Regions from separate parts of the Ovis canadensis genome. Here region 1 is linked to region 2. A link is a contact called in public Hi-C data. All regions are on one chromosome and are shown on one strand. Each heading gives the region's core, a stretch centred on a gene start, on an enhancer-like site or on the middle of the called end of the contact. The rest is flanking DNA. Distances are from core to core; before and after follow the strand shown. Region 1 has its middle 11 kb from the start of PRDM8. Region 2 holds the start of ANTXR2 (ANTXR cell adhesion molecule 2).

Evidence for each region. A called contact is a pair of places that touch in the nucleus more often than the background predicts.
Region 1: a Hi-C map of lung shows a contact between it and region 2, with 3 times the contacts expected there. The contact joins the enhancer-like site here to the promoter of ANTXR2 in region 2. A contact is called at or near these places in 2 of 2 Hi-C or Micro-C datasets (fibroblasts and lung).

What each region holds. Positions count from the first base shown.
Region 1 is chr6:111,452,914-111,460,739 of ARS-UI_OviCan_v2, forward strand. No RefSeq gene overlaps it. Among named protein-coding and RNA genes, the nearest start is that of PRDM8, 11 kb to the right of the region's middle. Within about 2 kb of position 1,683, the one cell type or tissue checked has open chromatin away from gene starts, as enhancers often do. A contact at or near this core is called in fibroblasts, where this site is marked.
Region 2 is chr6:111,343,335-111,350,478 of ARS-UI_OviCan_v2, forward strand. ANTXR2 (ANTXR cell adhesion molecule 2) reads right to left here and starts at 4,473. Exons shown (of 17, transcript XM_069594457.1): 1 at 3,359-4,473; 2 at 2,631-2,702; 3 at 457-528. The coding sequence starts at 3,510.

The DNA.
Region 1 (7,826 bases), core at 433-2,932, 110 kb after region 2:
TGAAATAGAATTTGATGAAACTCACAAAGAAGTTGCTAAATTCAAGTTCGGTATCCCTGCCTGATAAGTTTTAATGACAATAATAAGAACAAAAGACTTTTATTTAAAATAATGTGTGATAATCTGCTCTTGCCTGATGCTAGCATTAAGTCTTCTCTGCCCTGAGCTTTTTGCCTGACGCCTTTGGTTGCAACTCACAACCATTCCCAATATCCTTATCTCTATCTTTTTACATTTTAAAGGTTGGTTCTCCCAGACTTTGCAAGTATCTGTGGCCAGGGAATAAATAAAAACCAAAAGTATTTCCTTCACATAAAAGGAAAGAACTACTTTTCTTTGCCCTTCCCTTTCTTAATGGTGTGATGCCTGGAATTATGGCAGTCATCTTGTGATCATGAGCCAGTATAAGAATGACCCAAATATTTCATAGTACATATTTACACTAAAAAGATTATAATTTTATATATAATATGTATACATATATTCAATAACAAGCTGTTATACTCGAATACTGAGTTCCACAAGCCCTAAAGCCTCTGAGTTTTGTTGTTGTTTTATTAAATATGGAATGGACAAAAAGAATATCTATAAAATATGTGCCTGACATTAAAAAAAAAAACAACAATATGCTGTCCACCTAGGTAACCACAACCCAGCCTAAGGAAAAAAAAAAAAAAACCCTCAGAGGAAACTTCTATCCTGCATTTTGCATTTATCCATTCTTTGCTGCTTTAAAAATTCCCTTGCTTTCCCTTGTTCATCTCTATGCCCTTTGAAAGGCTAGAAATTGAAACAAGACATTTCCCTTTTTTTTCGCTTAAGTTGTTAATATATGCAACACTTAGTCCCCAAACACACTTTACTTTTTCAAATGCAGTAAAGGTAGCCTGACAGACTCCCTTCCTCCTCAAATTACAAGGCAAAGACTGCGGTGGAACATTAAAAACAGGAAGGTGTCCCTTATATAGGTGACCAGAAAGCTTGAAGAGGGCAGAGAAGTGCATCTTTTCAGAGCTAGTGAGGGACACAGAGGTACAGACAGGGTGGGGCAGTGCTGGGGGGAGAGAGAAAGAGAGAGGGTAGGAGAGAGAGAGTGGTCTTAACAGGTCATGTGGGAGGGGGTTGATCTTTGTGTATTTTTAGAGGAGCAGCTCCAACTTTGAGGTTTTGAAGGGCTTCCCCTGCCCCTCCCTCAGCGCATCCCTAGGCAGGCAGACCACTGCCCAAGCCTCCCTCCTGAGACCCTGCATATGCTTTGTTGCTAAATGACTCTTCGCCCCGTTATCTCCTCACGGGATACATCTGTTGGGTGCCTTGCATCCTCAACCCCGCTTTCATCTCTTCGTATCTCAGCACATTGTTTCCTCCAGTCCTTGTGCCAGGGTGGAAGGGAGCCATCCCGCCCGGCCTCGCTCTGGGATTGGCAGCGAATGAATGATTGGCAGCGGGCATCTCTGTCAGGGCTTTGGCATGCTGCGGAGTAGAAGCCCTGTGCTAATGAATGTCATCTACACCTACCAGATGTGCCACTGGGTGACATGCCAGATCTTTTACATAATGCCATTCTGCCGGACACGAGACAGCTGGGGGAGGGAGTGTCTTTTAATGCCTTGGGGTGGGAGTGAGCATGGCTTCTTCTTTTTTTTTAATCCGGACTTCCCGCCACCACCCATACACCCAATCAGTTCCCCCTGCACTGAGCTAAAACCTATGGCTGAGGGCATCTCCCTCAGAGACAGCCCGGAAGCTGGAGGGCTGGAGTTCGTTGGCTCTCTCCCGCATTCGTCGCCTTTCTTCTTGAGTTTCTTCTCCCCGCCCCCATCCAAATTTAGGACAGAGGATATTTTAGTTAAAGATATAAAAACATTAAAGCTGAAATACAAAAAGAGAGAGAGAGAGAGAGAGGGGGGAGAAATGACATTCCCTATCCTCCGCGCCCCCCTCCACCCTACGCTAAAAGTGCAAGAATGCGCTCCCCCCACCCCACCACCCCCTTCCTTTTCCACCGCCCACCGGAAACTAGATGGTATTTATCCCCAAGGATGGTATCCTGTCAGTGTCTGCCCCACGTTCTGGCTGAAAAAGTTCTCTGGAGTGATGTGGAGGTGTCCAAAACTCCACGCCGTGTGGAGGGGACTGTTTCCTGGAGTGGGATGGACAAGGTGGGAGGAAAGGGAAATGAGAAAACCACTTCTGATGGGCAGCGGGTGTGTGAGCGTGTAAGAGTGTTTTGGTCCCCACACCGCCCTCCCCCCCTCAGCTCTCCACCCCGCGAGGGGGAGGGACTGCCACGCGGGTGTCTCGCTCTTTCGCTAGACCTCCGGGTCGGGACTGCCCCGGGATTCAAGGGGGGCTCGAAAGGGGGCAGACCTCTGCTCCCCCTCCCGCACATTCCCCATCACACCCCCAGGCCTCCGCTCCCACGCCGCTCGGACTCCAGCCCCTCGCGCGCCCCGGGCCCAGTCGCCCGGCCCCTTCCCTGGCACCCGCACCCCCGCCCGCAGCCGAGGCTCCAGATGGCGGCTCCTAGCGCTCGGCTCGCGGCCCCCAGACGCCGCCCGGCAGCAGCCGCCGGTCGCTCCCTCCCTCCCAGCTGCTGCGGCGGCGGAGACCGCGACTGCTCCGCCAGGAGGGCGGGTTCCTACGCCGGCTCGGCTTGGGGTAGGAGCCGGGCCGCCGAGGGGCGCGCCAGAGCTGTGCCCGCGGGGAAGGAGCCCACCAGGCCCCAGGTGAGGAGCGCGCGGGGTAGAGCGCGGGAGGGGAGGGAGCCGGCCCGCCGCCCTGGCACCCTCACACCGCCTCCGTCTCGTGACTTCCCTACCCCGCACCACCTCCAGGTCCCCGGCGCCGCGGGCCGAGCCGGCGCCGACCCCCAGCAGCCGCGGGACCGCCGAGGTGAGCGCCGCGCGGCCTCCAGGAGGGGGCGCCCCGCACCCCGGACCCCCTGCCCGAGGGGGGGCTCCTCCCGGACGTCCCGCCCCGGCCCTGTGGAAGGCTGTCCCGGCCCGAGAGGTGCCCCCTTCTGCCGGAGAGCGGTAATGCCCACCAACTGCGACCACCCGCTTCCTCACTTTTCTCCGCTCTTCTCTCTCGCTTCCTATTTGCCTGTCTTTTTTCCCCTTCTTGCTTGCCAGGTTCCCTTCCTTCTCCCCGCCTGCTCATCCTGGACCTTTCCTCTCCTTTCCCGGTCCCTTCACCCGCGCGGTGAGGGTTTGTCCGCCTCCTGGGAAGATGGGAAGGGGGGTGTATTTAGTGCCTAGGCGCTAGCTCCCCTCCGCAGGTGCATCCTGGTGGGCCCCCCGAAAGCAGCTCTGAGAATGGCGGTTCGAAAGGGTTGAGATCACCCTCTTCCTGACCTGGGTCCGTTGACTCACTTGGGGAGGGGAGTGATGCGTTTAGGAGCAGTGCTTCCCCTGAACACGGACTACGAAATTCTCTTTACCGGCCGGATGTATGAAGTTCAACGGCCTGGCACTGAGCCCTTTTCTCCCACCCTAGAGTCAGGACCCTTCAAGGGCATTTTCCCGTATAAAAAGCCCGATAAGACTTTAAAGTCCGCCTCCCCGGACAGTCCTCCCTGCGGTCTTCCGTAGAAATTGTGCTGGTATCAGGGTAGAGGGGGTAAGGCGCTAAAAGGTCTCGGCGCCTGGCATCCCCTCTAATTCCCCCAGGGGTTGCGCGCGTGCCCACAGGCCCCCTGCCGGTCCCTGCGTGCGATCGTCTGGCATTAGACCCCCGAGAGTGCGTCCCGTAAGCTCCCGGTACAAATCCCCTCGGAAATATTAATCACAACCACCAGAAAAAGCAAAATGTGTGCCCGTGCCGTGTCTGCCTTTTAATCCCGAACGTAATTCTGCAAGGCAGCATCAGACAGGGGCCCTATTAATCCCTTGCACGAGCAAATGCAATCTCTGACCTACTAGACTTGTTTTCCTGCAATTTCACGAAGAGTTGGCCTGGCTTCGCCAGAGGAATACCCGAAGACAGACAGAAAACCGTGAGAGACTGGCGACGCGACACAGCATCGCAATAATGGGGGTTTATGTCAGTCCGGAGGTGCTCCTGCCATAGAGTGGGATCGCCGGCCAGGAGCCCTGAAATTCCTGTAGGGACGGTTGCGGAGTGGGCCGGTGTGGGGAAGGTCGAGTGAGCTAGGCGGCAGGCGCCCAGGGAGGTTGGAGCCCAGAGGAAATCCAGTTCTCTTTCCTCCGAAGCCTTCGGACACAAGTGACCTCCTTTGGAGCTAACCCGTGGCAACGGCGCTAGGGCAGGCAGAGGGGGTCAGCTCGCTAGACGGAGGGGGTCAAGGTTTCATCCCCTGAGGCCTGTTCCTCACACTTGACATTTCCCTCTCCACCCTCCTGTCGTTCAATCAATCACGTTTCCCGTCTCCCGTTTTATTCAAAACCGTCTTCTAGTTCCCTCATAATCGTAATTTGCACCATTGCTTTTTATCTTTGATTAATTAGGAAATCGAAAAAGATAATGGAGGGTCGGGCCAATAAATTAGCCTCAGGGGCCGACGGACGGACGTCTGGGACTGCTGTGTGGGTGGGCACCGTCCGCGGAGGCGGTTGCGGGGCGGGGGTGGCGATGGCGCCGGTCGGACAGGAAGGGGTTAAGCGAAGGCGCGCGGTGCCTGCAGATAGGAGAGACCCGCTCGGAAACCTGCCCAGTGGGCTCGAGCAAAGACTTCTCCCGAGTGCACAGTCTCCAGTGAAGTTTAGCTTTTCCTGTTTGGGTCTAGAGAGGGAGAGAGGACAAGACTGGGATAGGGAGAGGGCGGGACTCCCTGTTTCTGCCTCCTTTCTAGCGGCAGAATTTGGTGTTTTCAGGTTGGGGTCTATTTCTTCCGGAGATGGAAACTTAGATTTACTCTTGCATCCTTTCCTTCCCTCTCCATTTGCCTACCCGTCTGAAAGAGGATGGGAGGAAGGAAAGAAGCTAGGGAAGGAGAGAGAGAAAGATTGAGAGATTCTGTTATTAAGATCAAATCAGTCACTCCCTGGCCCCAGAGTAAAGCTCCTCACGCGGAGCTGTTCCCTGCCCTCTCCCAGGCGCCGGGAGGGTTCCGGGTTCTTCTTTTCGCCCTCCACGAAATCGATCACGCCTCCCAGACGGCTGAAGGGGGGCACTTTGCCACTCTTCACAGCTTCGCCCCAGCCTCTTTAGCTTTCAATTGAAAACCAATTAAAGGTTTCTATAAATCTGTTAGTTCCCCTTTTATCTGGAGACCCCTGATGCATGCGATATTGCCCTTTAGATGCCTCTTCCGTGTTTTGTTTTACAATTGTTGTATCAATATAATGCGGCCTTTCTTCTCCTGTCTCTATAGATACAGATACACAAGGCAAACCAAAGCTATTCAGTCTCCTCATTTGTCCAGCAGCCTAACAGTGGTGCCCTTTCTCTGCTGCTGCTCTCCCTGCTTCAGGAGCAGCAGTTATGGTAGAAGCAGATGGCTACTGATTGGGGGAGCTTTGTGGCTCTAATACTGAATACTTTATGGAAAAGGACTTTAGCATGCTTCGTTGGGCAGAGGAACAAGGGGATGAGATTTATGGCCAGGAAAAATAAATCTTTTCTAAGTTGCAGCTCCTTCTCACCAGTTGTTGCCTTTGCCCTGGAATGGTGGGGGGGTGAGGGGGGAGCAGTAAAACACTGAGGATATGGTTTTATTTCATTTCATTCTCCTTTCTATTCCAATGCTTTTTAGTCAAGGTCTTAGAGGAGAGCAGAGGAAGAGCCAGAAGTTTATGAAATACCTTAGATTGCTGTTGCTGCATCTGTATTTTTTGCCCTTAAGAATAAAGCAGAAGGGTATGGTCTTGAATGCTGTTTGGGGCCATGTTTCCGCCGATGGATTGTTAGTTCCTGGTACAGCATCATCCTCCATTATCCTATTATCTATGGAGAACAAAAAAGCATATCAGTGATCCCATCTGAAAAATCAGAGGACCCTGGTGTTGAGAGAATGAGGCAAGTGATAAAGCATATGGTGATATACTTGTGCTTTCATCCACTGAAAGGGTCTGAGCCTTAAAGATGACTAAGGGATGCCTATGAATGTAAGCTCCTGGACTCTAAACTGGATTTTCAAGCTTTGGAGAATATATAGATCCCATCCCTCCATTAAAGGTCTCATTCACCCCCAAGATATTTCACCCCTGTATCTTCCCCTCCCAGAAGCCAAAAACAGAATGTCACACAGAAATGCTCTTAACATGCCTACTGGCAGCCAGGTGCAGAGAGATGCACCAATTCTGGGTCTCCTATTCCATTCCCAACAGACCCTTTGTCTCGCTCGATATTTGAAATGCCATTCTCTACTCAAGACACATTTGTTGAGCATCTTCCATGTTCTAAGTTCCTTTTCCCTGCCTTTCCTATTCTTTTACCTTGTCCCTAGAAACTGAAGAGGAAGAGCCAGAAGGAAAGGCATGTAGCTTTCATAAGGGTCACCTGATTAACTGCCACCAGCTGCCTCTTCCCAGTGGTGTGAACTACCACCCAACATGACCACATGCACCTTTACATCGCTTCTCTCTGAAGAGGATAAAAAGATTAGGAGAACTAAGATTAAAAAACTGTATTTACCCAGCATTTCAAAGTGGCAGACACTGAGATGCTTTAAATAATTAACTGTTTAGGCTCTTACCATGTGCTAGACTAAATGCCCCCAACAGGCTTATCACCTCTAATTCTTACAACCCTTTGAGTTAAGGATTATCAACCCTAGTTCACAGATCCCCTTCCTTCACAGGAAACAGGAGAACAGAGAAGCTAACCCAAGCAACTGGGCCAGCTGGGTTCTGAACCCAGGCTTGCTTTTACAATATTCATAGTGACTCTAAGAGACCAATGGTGTTTCTGCTATTTTCCAAACGAGGAAATTAGACCTCAGAGAGGTTAAGTGTGTGCTCAAAGGCACACGAAATGTAGTAGACTGCAGACTCGGGGTTCAAATCTAAGTGTTTAGGATCCCAAATTTTGGTCCAATGGTTCCAGGACCCTTCAGAAGAAAGAGCCCACACTGACCTCTGTTACCTGTCCCTGCCCAGGCAGAGGGTTCATGAGACTGTAGGCCTGGGGCAAAGGCATTGCGACTGCAGAAGCCAGAAAGCAGCAGGGACAGGGGCAACGAAGCTTTGCCCCAAGCCCTGGCCTGGGACTAGGGGGTGCCGTACGGCCCACAAGGCCCCGCGCGGACTGCGTGTGGACGTCGGGGGCGGGGCCAGGGTTCGACCACGTGGCTGAGGCCCGGCTGTAGTGCAGGTCCGGCTGCTACGAACGCTGGCTTGTGTAGGGGAGGTCCAGGAATGCCCGCCCGGTCTTAGGGCCACCTGCTCCTGAGCCCCACGGTTGCGCCTCAGCCCTTTGTGGAAGAGAAAGGGCCGCGCTGCTCCCAGGCCCTGAGTACCGGTCGTGGCCGGCGGCCGGGGCTTCAGGTTCCTCCGCCCCGCCCGGCTCTGGCATTCTGGCCAGGGCACTTGAGTCGGTCAGCGCTGCGTTCCCAGGCTCATCAGCCCACGGGGTCGCGTGCCCTGACTTGCCCGCGTTTCCAACGTGCGCCTCTGCCGGGTCTAAAGAAAAGACTCACAGCCGAAATGAGGGATAGAAGTCCAATCTCCCAGGATCCCGGCCGGAAAAACCGCTCGTTCTACCGTAAAGTCTATGTTTGGGCCCTTAGGGATCCCTGAACACCTGGACACATCCCTCATACCTTCTTACTGTATCCTCCAGGACTTCCTTCCTGTTAGAAACATCGAGAAATCCTCAGCCTTCACTGAGTGGCTTTGAAAGCGGGGGCATAGTACAATTCTTAA
Region 2 (7,144 bases), core at 3,223-5,722:
GGTAAACATATTTGGCATCAGTGGACCTCAGAGTAAGTCTAAAGATGCAGGATGTCTGCTCCATCTAGTAAATTATCCAAATAGATCCATATCTTTCTCCTCCTTAATGTTCTTCAAATTCCTAGTTGATTAATACATTACATCTAAACAAGAAAGATGTAGAACTACTCACAGTAACAGAGCGGGGGAAAGGTGGGAGGCCGTAAACACACAACTAAGGCAGAGATCTGGGTCTCATTGTACATTCCACAGCAATATGAATGATATTGATTTTCAGATTAGCTGCGCTTTTATATTATTCATACCTCCTTTTCTCTCTATTAGTGAAGAGAACTAAATTGTCTGTGGTACTTGCTTGATTCCACTGAGAGGCCTGAATCACCACTTGGAAATATCCATCATTCCTTTAAGATCAGTCTCTACTAAAAGCCTGCAGCAAAGTGATAATGCACTAACCTGTCTCCGGTTAATGGCAAAATAATGGTGGCTTGAGAAGAAAACACAATGAAAGATAATCTCATTTGAGGGCTGCAAAATAAGAAAAGAGGCAGTTAAAACATTTTTAAAAGAAATATTGATATAATACAGATGTATAGCTAGGGAGTCTCATTTAAAATCAGTCTCAATGAACTGTCCAGGCTTCTCTTAAATGGAACCTCTAAGTAGATACATGAACTCTGCTCAACATTACCATTGTCACATAAGTCATTCTGGATTTAGTCAGTGCTGCTCAGCACTCAGGCACTCCTCTCTGACCCACAGGGCCACTTTAGGAAGAAATTACCTAGAAAGATAAATTCCAGGCCAGTGGAAAATTTTCTTTCTTTCTTTCTTTCTTTTTTTTTTCTAGCAAGCTCTTTCTTTGGGCTTCTACCTCATCTCCTTCAAGGAGGCCAATCCCTTCAGAATGATTATCATAGCAAGTTTAGGACTGGAGACAAGCCGGTTTGATTTAATTACCACAACTATGAGAGGAGTTCATACAAGTTATCCTGAGGTAGGATTACTTAAAGAGTGTCAAGGACAATGTGAAAGAGAAGAACAAATCACATTTTGATTAGACATGTTCAGTTCTCTAAGTCTCAAGCATCATACTTCCCACTGGCAACAACTGCCCTAGTTAACTACACCTTTTAAGCTCTAAGCCTTGATCTCTCAGAATGATTCCTGTTTCAAAGACACCCTATGCAATGTTTATTAAGATCTGAACCTGAAGCTGTAACACTCAGCTCTATAAACTGAAGAGCAGAATGATGCCCAAGGGTTATACATATTTGAAAAGTCATTCACTTCAGTAGTCACCCTTTACTCATTTCCTACAATATATTATGGGTTAGTAACTGAACAACTTGCGCCAGAGAACTGTTTACTATAGAATTCCAACTTGTAAACCAGACCAAATAAGAGCCCTACTTCTTGGAAATGTACTGAAACGACCCACTGCTTTTGATCAAAATCTATGAGACACTCTGCACACTCTTGGATTAAATCAGAAAATTTATCAACAACTCTGTCTCTTGCCTTTGACACTTAACGATATAGAGCCTTGTTTATTTTTCTTTCCTAGACAAGCTTACCTTAGACCCTGTCCAGAAATGAGTGTTATACTTGGCTTCTTAAACAGAAGACTGATGACTGAACATGGACAAGCATACATTTTTATAGGGATAAGCTTACTGCTGCCAATAACTGAAAGCAAGGATTTCCTAGGCCTCTACAGATTGTTTGAAGTTACTTGCAACATGACTTTCAAAATGTTTTGATCATCCAAGCCGTTTTAAAGAAAACATTTGGGCTAACACGACTGAAAGAAGCAATATTTAATGATACAGCTCCTTTTCATGTCCTTTCCATTATCTTGATAAACTTGCATTTCCTCGTTGCATTTTTTCTTCTTTAAAAAGAAAAAAAAAGAGAGGAGGAGGAAAAAAGCCTCAAAAGCCTAGTGTCCTAGGGTTACTTTTAAATAAGAAAGCCACTAATTTCTGGTTACCTCTAAATAAGAGAGTAAGCTGGCTATCATAGCAGTTATGCTTTTTATAGGAGACAAACCAATCTTTCCTAGTAAGGCTTATTGCATATATAGAACAGTTAAATTTTAAACCAGCCACACACCCACACATTGTGTAAACACAAGTCATTTCTTTAAACACACACACACACAAGTGCCTTTTCTGGTAGTGGGTTATTAACACATGCTCATTTGAAGTTTACCAACACTTTTTTTCTTAATGAGGACCTCAATAATGCTAAGAATTGTGTGGAATGGAAAATATATTATGGGTATTATTAGCATAAACTTTTAAAGTGATAAATTATGAGAAAGCATAAATGAAATTCAAAACAGATGAAAACTCAGAAAGGAAAAGACATTTGGAATCATATCTGAAGATACTTCCCCAGAGCCTGAGCCAAGTTTCTGAGATCCAGATGAAATAAGTCCTCAACAACTGAAGGGCTGTCCTAATAACAGCTTGTGTGTGATAAGACCTTGAGGCACTTAAAAATCAACACTTCAGTAAAGGCTTTCCCTGCAAATGGTTTCCAAAAAAGGATACCCTATCTAGCCTTTGGTCTACTTGCCTCCACCTCAAAGTTCCCTGCTTAGAAAAGGAAAGTAGGAGAAATACCTTACAAATCTCTCTGTAAGTTGCTGAACAAAATTGTAAATCTCAATCCAGTTATTTGCCACACTCCCAGACCTGAAAAAGAAAATTGAACGAATCAGAAAAACAACACAGTTACAGGGGTGTAACCTGACCTCTTCTTCAAGCCAAGTTAACAGTATCAGCAACTGAAAGGTAGGTGCTACAAGAACCTAGGAAGTCTACCCATCTTCAGGGATCACCTGCCTGCTAATTGTCTGGAGTAAGATCCCAGCTCTTCAAATAAACACAGCCTTCCTCAGAAGGAAATGCAAACCACAGTGAGTACGTTAACTTCAGACTGCCAAGCTACAATGAAAGTGCTGTGCTCAGGATAAAACCCGGCAAACTTTAGCCAGCGTGAGGCGTTGAGGACTGAGGGACCCAGAAGGAGTCTTATGTGGGTCCTAGGGTCGCAGAAGGTTACCCCAAGTGACAGCACTCCCATTTCCTAAGAAACCCAGCCACTGGCCAGCAGTGACTGCCCATCTCCCTAGAGAGCCTAGCAGCTCCGGGCTCCTCCTATTACCCCACAGCCCGCACAGATCCGAAAGCACTCGGCTTTCGGACAGAGATAGCAACAGGGCGCCCATCACCGGAGTTGCCCCTCACCCCTCCCCAGGTCGCACAGACAGCTCAGCCTCCCCCCACCACAGCTCACCACCCAGGGCCACTCTGCCCAGGAGACCCTGGATCCCTTTTCCCGCACTCACTTGTCCAAGACGAAGTAGAGATCAAAGGCTCCGTGGCAGGAGGGCTGCTCCTGGGCGCTCAGCAGCCCCCCGGGACCGCTGAGAGCAAGCAGCCACAGCCCAGGGATCAGCCAGCGCCCGGGACAGCGGGCCGGGGAGAGCCCCGCCACCATCCTGCGGCCGGGGGTCTGCGGCTCCCTCCTGCTCGCAGCCCCCCTCGGCTCGGCTCGGCTCCACTCGGCGGCGACGCTAGGGTGGTGGGAGTGACCAGGGACGCACCCTGAGGTGGGGGGGATAGCGAGTCCCTTAGGGCGCCGGCGCCTGGGCCAGCGGGACCCACTGACTGACAGAGGGAGGGAGACAGGGAAGGAGGGAGGTCCTAGCAGGACAAAGGGAGACTCCGCCGCCGCCGCAGCTGCCGCCGGAACTCTTGACGAATCCCCGTGGAAGAGCGATCCGGCCCTCCCCCTCCCGATTCCGGAGAGTTCCTGCAGGTCACCGGGGCCCGCGGCGACTGCTCGCAGAAGTTCCTCCGCCGCCTCGGGTCGAGCCTCCAGCCTCCGCTACAGAGCTCGGGTCCTCCAGGAGGGCCGCCCGGGACGCGGCCGCCGCCGCGTACACTTGAAAACGGAGGAGCGCTCGGTTCGGGTTCCCCGCCTCCGCCCGGCACTGCAAACTTTTCTTCCTCGTACTCGGCTCTGGCACCGCGCGGCGGCCGGGCCGTCCTCTTTAGGGGAGGAGGCCGGGCGGCTCCGGAGAAGCCACTCGCAGCCAAGGCCAGAACCGCAATCCGGCCGGGTCTCCGCGGTGGCTGTGTGCGCCCGAGGGCGGGGCCTGAGCCGAGCCACACACGCACACTTGTGGGTTCGTGCCGAGCCGAGATGACTAAGGCTTGCCAGCTTTTGGAAAGGAGAGAAGTAGTTTAGAAAAACAGATGTCCTCTAGAAACTAAACAACCCCCCTTCCTGTACCCTGCAGGCTCGGCCTGTTGCAGCAGCTGTGCAGAGCATCCCGTGGCGGGGTTGGGAGACTGAGGTCTAGCGGTCCTGAGAAAGGGCATGACCCCCTCTCTCTGCCTCACCCCCATTATCACAAGCGCACTTGCTGCTCTGGTATCTAAAGTAGACAACTTCCTCTTTTTTTTTTTTTTTTCTTAAATAAACCTACCTCATTGTTTCATCTCATTAAGACTAGAAACTTCTCTGTGGGGGGAGAGGGGGAGTTGGGGGAGTAAGGGTGGGAAACTTCAGGAATGAACAGCTGTACCTCAAAACATTGCATCCCACTGACATTCATCTCAAGCTCCAGATATTGAGAATTTCATCTCGGAGCCAACTGGGTCACCCTTGCCAAACTTGCACAGGAGCAAAAGTTTGCAGGCATTTTGGATTCTCTGCTTACTCATTCATTCTGCACTCAACCTCTCCTCTCTGCCCCTACCGCAACCTCCTCGCCGGTGGAAACTGACTTTTAGAGCCTAACCATCTGACCGGTATGTTAGTCGCTCAGTTGTGTCCGACTCTTTTGAGACCCCATGGACTGTACTTCCCTCAGGCTCCTCTGTCCATGGGATTTCCCAGGCAAGAATACTGGAGTGGGTTGCCATTTCCTCCTCCAGGGTATCTTCCCCATCCTGGATTGAACCTTCCTCTCCTGAGTTTTCAGTATGGCAGGCGGATTCTTTACCACTGAGACACCAGGGAATCCCACTGGTATGCACACCAGTGATTGAGAGTAACATTCAGTGTCACCTCCTCTTCATTTGAATTAAGTCAAGGCTTTATGATAAAAAGTTCATATAGTACTACATTACATGTTGTCTCAGCAATTTGAATAGTTGTGGTGCATATTTAACTTTTTGTTTACACTGTCTTTGACTACAACCAGATTTGCAAGCTGTTTGAAGGCAGAAATCCATCACCTTAGTATCTGCTTTAGGTAAAGAATCTGCCTGCTCATGCAAGAAACTCAGTTCAGTCCCTGGGTCGGGAAGACCCCTGGAGAAGGAAATAGCAACCCACTTCAGTATTCTTGCCTGGGAAATCCCATGGACAGAGAAGCCTGGCAGGCTATAAGTCCTTGGAGGTGCAAAAGAGTGGGACACAACTTAGCGCCTAAAACAACAACAATATGCCTGGCACTGTTCTAGGACCTAGAGTAAAAGCTCAGAATAAGATGACAAGCCCCAGTTTCCATGAAGCTTGCAGTCTGGTTGAGGAGGAAAAGCAGGCAGAAATACATAAGTAAATGTCCATAGAGAAGGTAGCTCACAGAGATTTAAAATACGGTCATATGATAGAGAAAGACCAACTAAATGACTAACAAAGAAGGTAGCCATTCCAAGAGCTAGAGGAGGAAACATTTCCAGTGACTGCAACTTTCCAGAAGTATTAGCTTAGCACATTCAAGAAACAGAAAAACAGTGTAACTCAAGTTTTATGAGAAAGAGGAAGTAAGAGAGCCAGACAGAGGCTAGCTAGTATATGTGCTTCATAAACTGTGGTAAAGAATTCAAATATTTTATATTGTGCAACTGAAGCCCATTAAAGGAGTTCTAGGGGTGGGGAAGGGGATAAATTGTTATATGTTTTTTATAAATCATTATAGCTGATATGATACAATGAATTTGGAGACAGCAAGGATGAAAGCAAGAAAACCAGTTAGCAGACTAGTGCAGTACCAGGGCACAATAAAATGGTACCTTGGACCAGCATCTCTGTAGTGTCTGAACATAAATATAGAAACAGGTAAGAACTTCAGTAAATACAAGTGGATCCTCAGTTTGGAAATGTCTGCCACTTAGAGATGGAAATTCCACAATCATCCACTGGACCTACCACTTCTTACCTGATAGGGTACTGATGGGCCAAGTGGCTGATGGAGTGGAAGATAACACTTCTGTTAGAAAGAAATACAAATCCTCCATTGTTTTCAAGTAAGTGAGCTCCAGGGAAAAAAAAAAGTCCAATGAGAGGGATGGCTATATTATCAGCATCCTAATTCTGTGCTCCTTGGTCTCATCTTCTCTTAAGTTTCTGAAATTCTGATTCTTCTGCAGTCATAAGGCCTCCAGGAATATGCTGCCACCTCTCATTTCAGATTTAGACCCTGTTGTGGATACACTGGAAATCCCATGGCTCAGACTGTAAGGAATCCACCTGCAATGCAGGAGACCTGGGTTCAATCCCTGGGTCAGGAAGATCCCCTGGAGAAGGGAATAGCAACCCATGCCAGTATCCTTGCCTGGAGAATTCAATGGACAGAAGAGCCTGGTGGGCCACAGTCCATGGGGTTGTAATGGAAACATTCATCTCTTTGACTTCCCATAGCAGAATTGATACAGGTTAACTTTCAGGAAACTTATATTAACAGCTTGTTAAAGGTTTTTATTATTTACTGTTGGTCGAAACTGATCTCCATTTTCAACTTTCATTTTAATCAAGATAGAATCTGAGATACTATATACCTTTAGCAATGACTATCATATTATTACATGACTGAATAAAATAGGGGTTGGGGGGGATTGCCAAAAAGCAATAACCATTGCTTTCAAGTTAGAAGATGACAGAAGGTAAGGAAATATGTGTCTCATGTACTCTGTCCTCATGATGAAGTATTTTAAATTCACATACATTGGCTTCTTTTCCCCAGGTTCCTTGACCCATTTCTGTTCAATTTCTGGGACTCCACAAACTAGTTTAAGGATCCATCTTGTGCTAGGAACAAACTAAAGCAAAATACTTTGGAATTAAAACTTGTTCTTCCTCCAAATTCCTAGGCCCTCCCAGACTTCTCTCATTCAGTTCT